Linked DNA regions of Oncorhynchus mykiss: region 1 is linked to region 2. The links are chromatin contacts, called in public Hi-C maps. All regions are on one chromosome and are shown on one strand. The core of a region is the stretch at or near the end of the contact, and the rest is flanking DNA. Distances in the headings are between cores, read along the strand shown.

The links. A called contact is a pair of places that touch in the nucleus more often than the background predicts.
Region 1: a contact with region 2 is called in a Hi-C map of liver, with 3 times the contacts expected there. The contact joins the promoter of vps72a here to the promoter of LOC110496049 in region 2. A contact is called at or near these places in 2 of 3 Hi-C or Micro-C datasets (blood and liver).

The regions. Positions count from the first base shown.
Region 1 is chr18:33,810,664-33,817,236 of USDA_OmykA_1.1, reverse strand. vps72a (vacuolar protein sorting 72 homolog a) reads left to right here and starts at 3,936. Exons shown (of 6, transcript XM_021571702.2): 1 at 3,936-4,236. The coding sequence starts at 4,120.
Region 2 is chr18:33,672,777-33,679,372 of USDA_OmykA_1.1, reverse strand. LOC110496049 (sperm acrosome membrane-associated protein 4) reads left to right here and starts at 5,069. Exons shown (of 3, transcript XM_036952526.1): 1 at 5,069-5,223. The coding sequence starts at 5,172.

The DNA of each region.
Region 1 (6,573 bases), core at 2,687-5,186, 140 kb before region 2:
GCTTGCATTTTCACTCGGAAAGTGATCTTGACCCAGAAAATGTTGGTGACCAATGCCATAATCTATGCCTTTTACAGAGAATCCATCAGCTCTTTGACATCCAGTTTCAGCTGACTTCATTATGTCATTAAAACCCACATAGACTACAGTAGAATCAATGTCCATGTCCTGACATAGTACATTCGGGAACAGCTTAGTAATGTCATTTACTTGAGCTCCGGGATAGGACATTGTTTTTGCACCAGGAACAGTCACGTTTCTTACCATGGAGCTGCCCAAAATCCCAGCTGGCAAGAAGGACGAGGAAATCCGCCTACTCCCACGCTTCACAGGATGGTGCAGGCCTCCGACAGATGGAGAAGCCCCGCTCGATCCAGAGCAGGGATGGAAGGTTGCCGGAGTCGAAATCATAGGGGTAGGAGTAGGCACAGCGGCCGAGAGACACAGGTACCCCCAGCGACGAAGGTGCAGGAAGGTCAGGCTCTAGGGCGGCTAAACTATTAGTTGTTTGGATCTGCTCCGAACTCTGGGCAACACCGGCCAGTCAGATAACGAGAAACGACAAGACAGATATGCATCCAACATGCGCGAATGCCGTCCAGCCACCGGCGTAGAAAATGTAAACATTCCACTCCGCGTTTTCCCCAGTTTTTTTTAAATAGGCTGGCGTGATCAAGGAAACCACCTCAAGCCTAAAATTCTCGGCAAGCAAACAATTGCCGCATTGGAACTTTGGGTGATCCAGTTTGTCCTTTATTCCAGGACAAGAAATAGAAAAAGGGACATGGTTTGTTAAAGAAGAATGGTAGAAAGTGTAAGCAGAGTGAGCTGAAGACAGGAGGAGAAATGGAAGTGAATGAGGGCGAAGTATTGGAGGTGGTAGGTATGGTGAAGTTCTCAGAGCCCGAGGCTTGCACCAAGGGTCAGGATAAAGCATCCCGGAGTCGCCTCTTCACTGTTGACGTTGAGACTATTGTTTTGCGGGTACAATTTAATGAAGCTGCCAGTTGTGAACTTGTGAGGCGTCTGTTTCTCAAACTGGACATTCTAATGTACTTGTCCACTTGCTCAAGTTGTGCACCGGTGCCTCCCACTCTTTCTATTCTGGTTAGAGCCAGTTTGCGCTGTTCTGTGAAGGGAGAAGTACACAGCGCTGTATGAGATCTTCAGTTTCTTGGCCATTTCTCGCATGGAACAGCCTTCCTTTCTCAGAACAGGAATAGACTGACACGTTTCAGAAGAAAGTTATTTGTTTCTGGACATTTTGAGCCTGTAATCGAACCCACAAATGCTGATGCTCCAGATACTCAACTAGTCTAAAGATGGCCAGTTTTATTGCTTCTTTAATCAGGACTACAGTTTTCAGCTGTGCTAACATAATTGCAAAAGGGTTTTCTAATGATCAATTAGCCTTTTTAAAAATTATAAACTTGGATTAGCTAACACAACGTGCCATTGGAACACAGGAGTGATGGTTGCTGATAATGGGCCTCTGTATGCCTATGTAGATATTCAATAAAGAATCTGCCGTTTCCAGCTACAATATTCATTTACAACATTAACAATGTCTACACTGTATTTCTGATGAATTTGATGTTATTTTAATGGGAAAATATGATTTTCTTTTAAAAAACAAAGACATTTCTTAGTGACCCCAAACATTTGAACGGTAGTTTGCATAATTAGAAATAAGAGATTATCCTGATTTAAAATGGTGTCGTACTTGAAAAAAAACTAAATATACACATTGCGAGATATTTGGCGAAATATACCCGCATGCCTCTCCATAGGAAAACAATGGGGGGAGCTCAGCATTCCAAGGGCAAAAAGTATTTCAGGGCTAGCGATCGATGACAATGAGAGACACTGCCCAGCCTTACATATTTAGAAAAAAATCGATGATCCTGAATAAAATACGGCTACCAGATTTATTATAAAAAAAGCACATTTTTAGTGTCTGTGTTTATATGTTAAGGGTGTGTTACTTTCACAGATAATGTCACCCATCTAAATAATTAGTTTATTTAAAATAATTAACTTAAATGTATGGCATTTGTCAGTTTCATTTGTTATGGTTTAAATGGTTATAAGTGATAAAATGAACTAGAAAATTGTATATTTTGCAATTCTGAGTAATTACTACTTTATTAAGGATATACAATTTATTCAATACTACTGCAGTTGCTAAATAATTCCAATAGATGGCAGCATAAGACCACAGTGGTGTATCTCCCTGGATACACCACCTTTTTGTTGCTTTTTTTCTGTCCCTTTCCACATGGCTAACGCAAGAGGAAGGACTGAAAATGCAGATTACTGTGAAGTAATATAATATTCATGTTTATTATTACCTGTTTTTATGCTCATGCTTTGAAATTATACTTCATTACTATAACGATTATCTATAAGCCTAAACATTAATTCAGTCACCTCTGGCTGGCAAAAACGTACATTCATTGTCAAATTCATCAACCAGCATCACCCTGCTCTGCCTTCTCACAAAAGTAGCCAACTCAACAAGCCCCGCCAAAAGCCTGTGCCCCCAGCGGCAGCGCGCACTCTGACTTTTTGCGCAAGCAAGGGGCAAGCCAGTGTTCCTTTGTTAGGAAAGAGCCGAGGGTGATAGCCTGTTTTGGTTGTTTCTTAGAAAGAGCTCAGGGTTATCATATGTTGGTGGTTTTTCAGATGGTACATGCCAGATCTCTATGTTTGTTGTTGCTGAGAGAGACCTGATGGTTATGTTCTGTTAATTTGTTGCTCAGTCAGAGCTTATTTGATGTCCTGTGTTTCTGAGGTTTTTTTTTTGTGTGAAATTGCAAAATTCTGTTTCATTTGTTCCCAGGGGGGAAGGCACCTAGGTATTGCTTAGGCAAGAGGTCTGGGGGCATACATAACCCGTAGTATTTACTGTCTAAACACACTAGGTAAGACCTGGGTGGACCACCCCCTGTATTTTGGTTAGTGCACCGGGTGGTGGGTAGGCAGGTAAGGTAGGAGAGGGGGCTTTGACATTTCCGTTCTTTGCTTTGGTTCCGTTCAGCCCCCTTTCCCCAAATTTACCGTGTGAAGGAATAAATTCCCTGAAAATTGTAAATTCTCTGCCTCTATCATCCTTACTTGCACCTACAATCCCATACCTCTTTCACACCACGGGGAGTTGAGTTGACACAGGGTGATGTGTTCCCTCTTCCTAGAGGTGTACGTAACAACCCCCCCCCCCCCCCCCCCCCTGCTTACCTACATTGAAATGCTTGGAATGTTCTTCCTGTGAAACCCAAGTTAATTTCTACTCATGTCTTGTCCTTATATTAGCTGTATAAGTAATAGTGTGCTATACAATAGCAAGAGTCCGTTTTTTTCCATAAACATCATTCCTACTGTCACTCATCTTTTTCCTGATCCTTGGTGCATTCCAGTCTCCAATAACTTCACCACACCTACCACCTAACTTCACCCTCATTCACTTTAATTTCTCCTGACTTCAGCTCCCTCTGCTTACATTTTCTTCCATTCTTTAACAAACTTCCATTCTTTAACAAACTATTTCCCTTTTTTCTGCCATTTTTATCTGACTCAAGATCAACCTCTTCTTTCCTCTCTCTCTCTTAGACCGCCACTCTCTTCTCTCCTCCATTCCCCCGTTCTCCAAGTATTCATCGCCTTATGATAATACTGCACTACTCCTTCCGACCATCTTGTTCTTGCTTTCTCTAGGGACTCCATTTCCGCCGAGGCGTCCCGTATCGTCCTTGCCTAGGAACAAGCACAGCCTAGCTACGAGAGGTAATTCTCTGTTTTTTCAAATCACCGTCCGGATCTCATTTTGAACTTAGTTTGAATATGATGACGATGTATTTCATGGACGTCACTAATCCATCTGACTGACATCTGATTGACCAATAAACGCGACTTTGAAAAACCCATCTTGACACTTGGTCCCACCTACTAGGCTCACTTGCCTCCCATTGGAAACGACAGGATGTGCTATATTTTAGTAGAACATATTTGATATCGACGTCATTAGCTGCTGCATGGTCTTTTGTGGTAGCTAACAACAAACAAGTTATATTTTTCAGCTAGCTAGCACGTTCCCTATTAATCTAGCTGCGCTAGATCAACATGAGTTTAGCATTTAGCAAAGAGCCCCGTAAAACGGCGGGGAACCGCATGTCTAAGTTGTTAGATGCTGAAGAAGAAGATGAATTCTACAAGACCACATACGGCGGATTCAACGACGTAAGTAGCTAATTTAGCTAGCTGTCTTGGCAGATAGCTAGCTATTGAGTCGCAGTAGTGATTGGGAAACGAAGTTTCAAGTAATAATGTAGCTAGCGAACATTACACAGTACCCAGATCATAGGATTTGGAAGAGGTGGCCAGCTCTCTAAATTCAGGGGGTTTCTACTTTAGCTGCAGTGTTTTAATATCAAGGGAAAGAGAATAGAGTAGGGACGTCAAACGTTCAGCCTGCGCCTGGATAAGACCCCCAGGTTAAATTATGCTTAAAATATATATATTTTTTACATCTCTAAGTGGGTAAATTGAGTGCGGAATATGTGATTATTTAAAATAAATAAAAAATCGGGGTTGTCTTCATTTACTATCATAACATTTTCATTTCTGATTTTAAACTATTTAAGGATAGCTTCCTAAGATTGAGGTTAGTGGTGGGAGCTGCAGAGGGGCATTTGGGTGTGCGAGACTTCACATCAGAAGAGGTACAGGGTGTTAAGGGATGTCCCATCCTTTCAGGTTGTTGGCATGAGGTAGGACTAAATAGATTTAAATAGTGGAGTAGGGTGGTATTTTTATTTTTAGGGTAGTGTTAGATGGAATGGAATTTGTTTATTTATACATTTCTTTTTCAAGCAAAGTATAACGGAGTTGTACTCCAGTCTAGTAGGTGGCGGTAATGCAACATATTGGATGCCAACCGCCATTAAATCTCACCGAAGAAGGTTCTGTAGTGCCGTCAAACCTGAAGAAGAAAAAGCATGTCGCACCATATATACGTCATTAGCTGCCTGCATAGTATTTTGTGGTAGCTAAGGTTAACTAGAACTTGATTGTTGTTAGCTTTCAACAAGCTAGCACGTTCCCTATTAATCAAGCTGAGCTAGATCAACATGAGTTTAGCATTTAGCAAAGAGCCCCGTAAAACCGCGGGGAGCCGCATGTCTAAGTTGTTAGATGCTGAAGAGGAAGATGAATTCTACAAGACCACATACGGCGGATTCAACGACGTAAGTAGCTAATTTAGCGTCGCAGTAGTGTTTGGGAAACAAAGTGTACCGTAATAATGTAGTTAGCGAACAGTACCCAGATCTCTTCCAAGTCCTGTGGTGGTCAGCTCTCTAAATTCAGGGGGTTTCTACTTTAGCTGCAATGTTTTAATATCAAGGGACAGATAATAGAGTAGGTACGTCAAACGTTCAGCCTGCTGCTGCTGCACTGACCCCCTGGTTAAATTGTGCATAGGATCATTTTTTACATCTAAGTGATTCAATTTAGTGAGGAATATGTGATTATTGAAATCATCAGAGTTCTTTTTCATTTACTATAATCTTAAATTAAGATGATTAAATTATTTTTCAATTTCTGATTGAACAAAATTTAAGGACACCTTCCATTTTGCTGTCAGAACAGCCTCAATTCGTTGGAGTATAAATTACAAGGTGTTGAAAGTGTTCCACAGGGATGCTGGCCCATGTTTATTCCAGTGCTTTCCTCAGTAGTGTGAAGTTGGCTGGTGGACCGTTCTTGATCCACATGGGAAACTGTTGTGCAGTTGCAGCTCTTGACACAAACCGGTGCACCTACTACATACTCTGTTCAAACAAAGGCACTTAAAATAACGGTAAACAATGTATTTCTATCAGATAAGTTGACTGACACACTTTCTCAGTTACAGCAACGACCTGGGAAATAGAGGAGAGGAATGAGACAATTGGAAGCTGGGAATGATAAGGTGGCCATAATGGTATGAGGGCTGGATTGGGAATTTAGCTTCCAATTGGAGTGGGTTGTGTGTGAGAGATTTGGCATCTGACTAGGATGTCTATGTTGAAGACTCAAACTGAAGTTGAAACAACAATGTAAATAGCCAAGAAGCATGAGGACAGTCTCACTTTGTAGACTTTCGAGTAAATTAGACCAACTTTTAGGCCTGTGCCAAGTGCCTCAAAATTAATTTCAGCACTTTACTCATTGCACACAGCTCCCATGCCAGGCAGTGTTGCTGCGCTAAGTGGGATATGTATTTCTTTGTGCAATTAGCAGCTATGAAACAAAACTACAAAAAAAAAAACAGATTCTGCAGCATTTCTCTAACCAAAACTCACACATGTGCTCATACTTGACTTATCACTATTTGCAAATGTAATGCTCGCACCGTAGAGCCTTGCAAGTTGACCACATGCCAACGTGGCTGGTGAAATAGACATTCTTACCCACCAGTACCTAAATTGAACTGCATTTGGTGGGTGGCTGGTGTTAATTTTATGCCCTGTTTAGTGAACACAGAAAGTCAGGACACCTGTCTAACAATTCCATCTGAAAGACGGCACCCTACAC
Region 2 (6,596 bases), core at 3,820-6,319:
CTCGTTCGGCTCAGCTAACCAAAAAGCGCTAACTCTTTTGGCTCCCAAACGGCAATTAAAAAATATATATTTTGTATTTTTTCTAGTCAAACAGTATGATTGGTGTTAAAAAAAATGTTTTATTAAATTATTAAATGAAATCATACTCTACCTTAACCACAATGTATTTAGAAATGCATTGATTTGTTATGAAAAAGAATGCTATTAAACATGTGCATTTAAAGTATAACTTTTTTAATGTATATAAACAAAATGCATATAAATGTAACAATTCAAAACGAATACAATCTGAACAACATAATAATAGAATATTGCACCATATCAAAAAAAAATGAATAACAATGTGCAAAACTGCAGCATCCCACTTAAAACATTAAACTGGTCCCTCTTTTCTCTCTCTCCTTTATTGCCATGTTATAACCAGCAGCACACAGCAATGCTGACCATACTTTGCTTTTATGAGAGATTTGCATTCAGAAATGCAAGCTGCCTCAACTTTCGAGGGGCTGATGCAGTTTCTTCTCTCAGTAATTATTTTTCCCATTTTTGAGAAGACCCTCTCAGAGGGAACGGATGTGGCCACTATGCAGAGTCTCCCTGTCATGACTTTAGTAAGCTGTGGGTAGACAGAGGCCTTGTTCTTCCACCAGCTCAGAGGATCTGCAGATCTTTGGAGGAGAGGCTCCTCCAAATAGGATCAGACTTCCATTATGGCATCTGCTGAGGAATTCCTTCGTGCTGCATCCCCAGTTACTCTCTCGTCAGACGTTTGTGGCACTACTGCTCGTGCTTCTGCTCCATCTGCTCCCTCTTCTTCCTGTTGCCCTGGTGCCTGAGCCAGCTGACTGCTGGGGCTGTCCCTCCCTGCTGCTGAGGTTATTCTTTGAAGAGCCTCATCACTCACTCTGGCATCACTGAACGCTAACTTCTTAAACCTGGGGTGAAGTGCAGCGGTTTCTGATAGCACGTGATTATATTCCATTCTGTCCATTGATGAACACAGGGTGTCCATCAAGTCTGTCACATGTCCTGTGATTACATTTGCTTCTCTCTGGCGGCTGGCTGTGATTCGCTGCAGACCCTTACACAGGAGCATAATTTCTGAGGCTGTCACATAGCTGAAAGGAGAGAACAGTAACTTATTAGTTCAGGTTCATGTTTTATCTACTGATACTACATTCTCATCTACTGCTCATATACATATATAATGATGTAGTAATCGCTGCTTACTGTACCTCTCTCCACTGATCTCCACAGGGACCTGCTCAAAGGGTTCCAGGACTCTGCACACCTCCACCACCTCCCATTCCTCTTGGGTCAGAGCATCAACAGGTGCATTGACAATGACCAGGCTAGAGATGATGGCATCAGGCATCCCCATCTGGCGTTGTGTAGACTTTAGTTTTCAGCACCTAATGTGCTCCTGTGGAAGTATTCCACAGCTGCTTTTACTTTGTCCACAGTGGGCTTCATCAGCTTCAGAGCATCTCTTACAATCAGGTTGATTGTGTGGGCAAGACATGGATGATGGGTCCATTTAAAAATGTTCATGGCTTTGGTTATGTTAGATGCATTGTCGCTAACACAACAGACCACTTTTCCATCTACTTACCATTCTCTGGCCACTCTCAACAGTTCCTCTGCCAAGTTCTGTGAGGTGTGTCTGTCGTTGAACTCAAAGCAGTCCAGAAGACAGCTGAAGACATCGAAAAAATCTTCAATAAAGTGACATGTAACAGACATGTAAGAAGTGGTTACCCTTGATGTCCAGCAGTGAGTGGTAAGGCAAACTGCAGTAGCTTTTTGGACTCTTTCCCGTACTGAAGCCTGTGTGCTCTCATACAGTTGTAGAATAAGTGATTTTGAAAGGGTTTTCCTGCTTGGAATTGTGAATTGTGTACATTGGATTTAGACTATTGCTATCATTTCTAAAACCTCTGTCCTCCATGATCAAAAATGGCTGGAAATCAGTGTCAATCATTTTAGCCAATGCAATCACCTACCACACCTACCACACAAATGCACATAGTAAAATGGGAATACAATGTCAGATATTTTCTTAATGTGATGTTGTTAATGTTTTGTTAATGTGATATCACTGTGCTTCATCTAATAGCGAAACAAATGACCTGGATTGCAGTTGAAATTACATTAAAAGTACAAGGTGCAAATGATCAATGCTGTTCCAGATTCTGCGCAGATTATTAGGCAACAGCATTTGTAAAGATCTCCACAGACCTGCGATGACCTATGCATGCTATTTTGAGTACATAATACTAAATGTATAGTTACAGTAACCTCAACATGTGGCCATGGAGGTGTTACTCATTTTAAGATTGTTTGTAAGATAACTTCAGGCTATTTACTGTACTACAAAAGTAATATTGAATTGTGTTTGGTTGACAACGCAACCAAATGTCAACATTTAAAGGAGATCTACCTACTGCTTGGAAAGTTCTATCTGAGCCACTTTAATCCCATTTTTGTACTTTTTGGATGAGTTGGAGACATTATTTTTTATTTAATTTAATTTGGCAAGTCAGTTAAGAACAAATTCTTATTTTCAATGATGGTCTATGAACAATGATGGTCTATCCAAGCAGAAGATACAACTACTTCAAATGTTGATATTTGGTTGCATTGACAACCAAACACAATTGAATATCACTAAATATCATTACATTTGAAATCAACCAGAGCTTGAAACCCTAGGCCTATTTATTGTCTATTTTTAGTTAAATTATGGGTTGAATTGAAACAATAGCAAATTATATGTAGGCCTAAATAGCATCATTGATAAAGTATGGTCACATTTAATTTCTCTGTTAAACCTACCCTTTGGAATGTCTTCCATAGCAACAGTGAATCTAATTCCTTTTTAAGTGGAGAGATCTCTCAACAATCATTCTCACAATATCACATTGGTAATAATATCATAGCTAAGCAGGGCTTGGGAGATCAGAGGGTAGCTGTAGATAGATCAATTCTCCAGTAGGAGGTGCTGCCCAGCCTATTGTTTTTTTTCTGATAGTGGAAATAATGTTGAAAATCTGACATGGTTTTAAAATGTACAAATTCAACATATTTTATACAAGGTTGGTCTGTTGAAATTTGGTTACCATAATGACATAATCCTGTGGTTGAAATTTCACCCTCAAAACAGTTGATTACTTTTTTCAAATCCAATGTATTTTCCACGTCACAATACGTTGACAAATTACGTTGAAACAACATTGATTGAACCAGTTTGTGCCCAATGGGTTGCCCGAATAACAAGCAAACAATACACAATAGCAACCATACATTGCGGAATGCTCTCATTTCGTGCATGATGGCCAAGACAATGACTGAAAGAATTGTGTTTCTCTGATCACTCCAACATTCAGTGCTGGAGGACGATGGTCTCTTACCAGACTCCTTCAGACAGTGATCTGTCTAACATGTTGGCACAGGTTGAATTGGCATGCACATAGCTTATTATATTGCGTTGTGTGTGTCTGTGTGTGTGTGTGTACGTACGCACGCAAGCACGCATGCATATTTGAGACATTTCCACACATTGACATTGAAGGTAGGTAAGCCCCTGATCGTATGGCAGGCCTATGATGTACATACGGGGAGGGGAATAGATATACTTCGTATTAGCTGTATTTACCATAGACACAGCGGTTTAAAGAACAAAATGCCACACCTCCAAAGGATATAGACGTATAGGGAGGGAACTAGATGTACTTCGTATTAGCTGTATTTACCATAAACACTGTGGTTTAAAGAACAAACTGACACACCTCCAAAGGATATAGATGTACAGCTGATATTATTATTGGCAAATCATTCTGTCGCCTACTAGGTTGGCATTAAGCTCTGTTGGGCATAATAACATCAGTAAAAGGATGGGGAGATGAGAGTTGTGTCGCAAGAGAAAGCCAGGTATACCACTAGTGTGCTCTTCTAGTTACTCTGACAAAGTACAGGGGAGTTTGTTGTCTTTACACACGGATTAATTGTTTTTTGGAGGATATTGACATCAGTGGAGGCTGCTTTAGGGGAGGAAGGCTCATAACAATGGCTGGAATGGCATCAACGGAATCAACCACATGGAAACCAGTGTTTGATACCATTCCATTGACTCTATTCCAGCCATTATTACGAGCCTTCCTCTCCTCAGCGGCCTCCACCGATTGACATAACCTACGTGTGTATTTAATGTAGGCTAGTCTTGGAAGATATGATACAGAACTTTCAAATTGGCACAAAAATGCCAACATAATTGTTTTTGACAGAACTATGACCTAAAGTACTGGTGTCAAACTCATTCCACTGTGGGCCGAGTGTCTGCAGGTTTTAATTCCTCCCCTGATCAATTAAAGTAACTAATTAGTTAGGAACTCCCTTCACCTGGTTGTTTGTCTTAATTGGACACGAATTGAAAGGAAATAACGAAAAACATCAGACACTGGACCCTCCATGGAATGAGTTTGACACCCCCTAACTAAAGAACATTGCTTATTGTCTCTTGAACACCACCATCACCTGTGCACAGGTGGGAGGGCAAATTAGGGTGTGGTGAGAGCTGGGGCATGTTCAGCAGGAAGCAACGTGTTGGAACATTCAGAAAGAAATATGCTATGTAGAACAACATGCCTCTCCAACACAGCCCTTCCAATCCCGCAAGTCATCCTCAAGGATCAGCTATTTTCCCAATGTCAATCATGTGTTTAGGAGGCACTGAAAATAGCTTACTTACAATTTGTGATGATGTGTTGTTGCAGAAATAAATATGCCTATAATAAAAATGTAACATGTTTAATAATTGCCTATGGTGGCATTTGGTATGCTGTGAATTTCTGTGAAGCTGTGAATTATAAACGTTTTTTTAAGGGGGATGGGAGGGGGTTCATTTTGAGCACATGCTTCCCTCAAAGGTATGTCCAACGCCCTGCTCCGACATGTAGAATAATGTCGCCGGCTCTATTCGTGGAATTTCTATCTGCAACATTCAGGACGTTTTGCAACTGAACGTGGCCAAGATACCCCTACCTTGTATAACGGTGACGCGTCTGTGGTGATGGGAGGGAGGTTATAAATAGCGAGTTGGTGAAAAGCTGTTGTTTGAGCACATAGCTAACGGTCCATATAGGCAACACCTGCGAAACTTATTTTTTTCAACGATGAACAGAATTATTCTCAGCATTTTCGCAGTTGGCCTGTGTTTTTCAGTTGGTAAGAAACAATTGCTTGTCTCATTTAGGTATCAATTTCATACCTAAAAACAATCTTCGATATGTGTGTAATGAATTGTTTAGACTAAACGATATTCGACAATCCTCTTCATCATTCGAAGCTAACCTGTATTTTCTTGTAATAAGATACACGATACTTTATCATATCAATAGGTTAACTTTACAGCCAATTAGAACACGTGGATGTCGTAAGAAGCCAAATTCTGATCTTTTGCCCAATTTATTGGCAAAATAATTGGTCGGATTGGTCAAAAGACCAATTACTAGTGAAAAAGATCTGAATCAGCTTAATTGTTCGCATTTGAAAGTTCGGATCCTCGTATCATAGAAAGAGCGGGGAAGGGGCAAAGAAATAATTGTACAAGTTTATCTGAAAAGTTCAATATTAGTATTATGAAATTATCTGCTGCTATTTGTCCATGTTATAATGCTAACTGAATATGATGTGTGTGTATTTTTTTTTAGTCTTTGTATGGAAAAAATAATGTATAATAAGAGCTCGGATTCTTCCATAAACTGGTTACAATAAAATAATCAACAGCTTTTTGAACAGTTTTACTCATCCTACTTCATTGACGTGATGGTAATGAAGTGGCCTTTATTTGAGTCTTCAATTGCCATCAATGAAACATTTGAGATTAATATCTGAAACTGATTTAATCAATCATATCTGTCTTAGCTAAGTAGTGATTGTTGGCACGATGCGCTTCTAGAAATGGTAACATTGTAGCTACCGTAGCCCAAGCCCTTGTTCATTACTCAGTTCCATTACACGTAGGTCATTGGAGTAAGCAGTAATGTGGCAGTCAGTGCCGTTTATGATGGAGGACGATTTATTTTTCATGAGCATGACCTTATTTCTATTACAGCATGTTGGATGACTGTCATTCATATTCCTTTCACCCAGTTGTATTTAACGTCGATAGGTCTAGGCTACTACATTTTCCCTAAACCTATCATGAGGTTGCTACAACCTAGCCTATGATACGTTTACAAAGTAGGAGCACACAGGTGAGAGAAATTCTTGGACAGACAGTGACTCATGCCTGTAATCCTTAGTCCAACAGTTGAAAACGAGAGTATCGATTGGACAAATTCCGTTTTTTAACCCGCTTCGTTTGTTTCCGTTGAAACATTAACAGAATCGGCCAAATGAATACACCCCTAATCAGGCATAAACAGTTCACTTTAATTGTAGCCACGTATCCATTGTAGTCTCATTGTAGTCTCTACTCACCTTTCCCCTTCGTTTGTGGACTTCAATGAACACATCAGCTGTATGTGACCTAGCAAAAAACTTTTCCAAGCCAAACCATGTCAGAAATGCTACACACAGCCTACATCGTTGTCCCA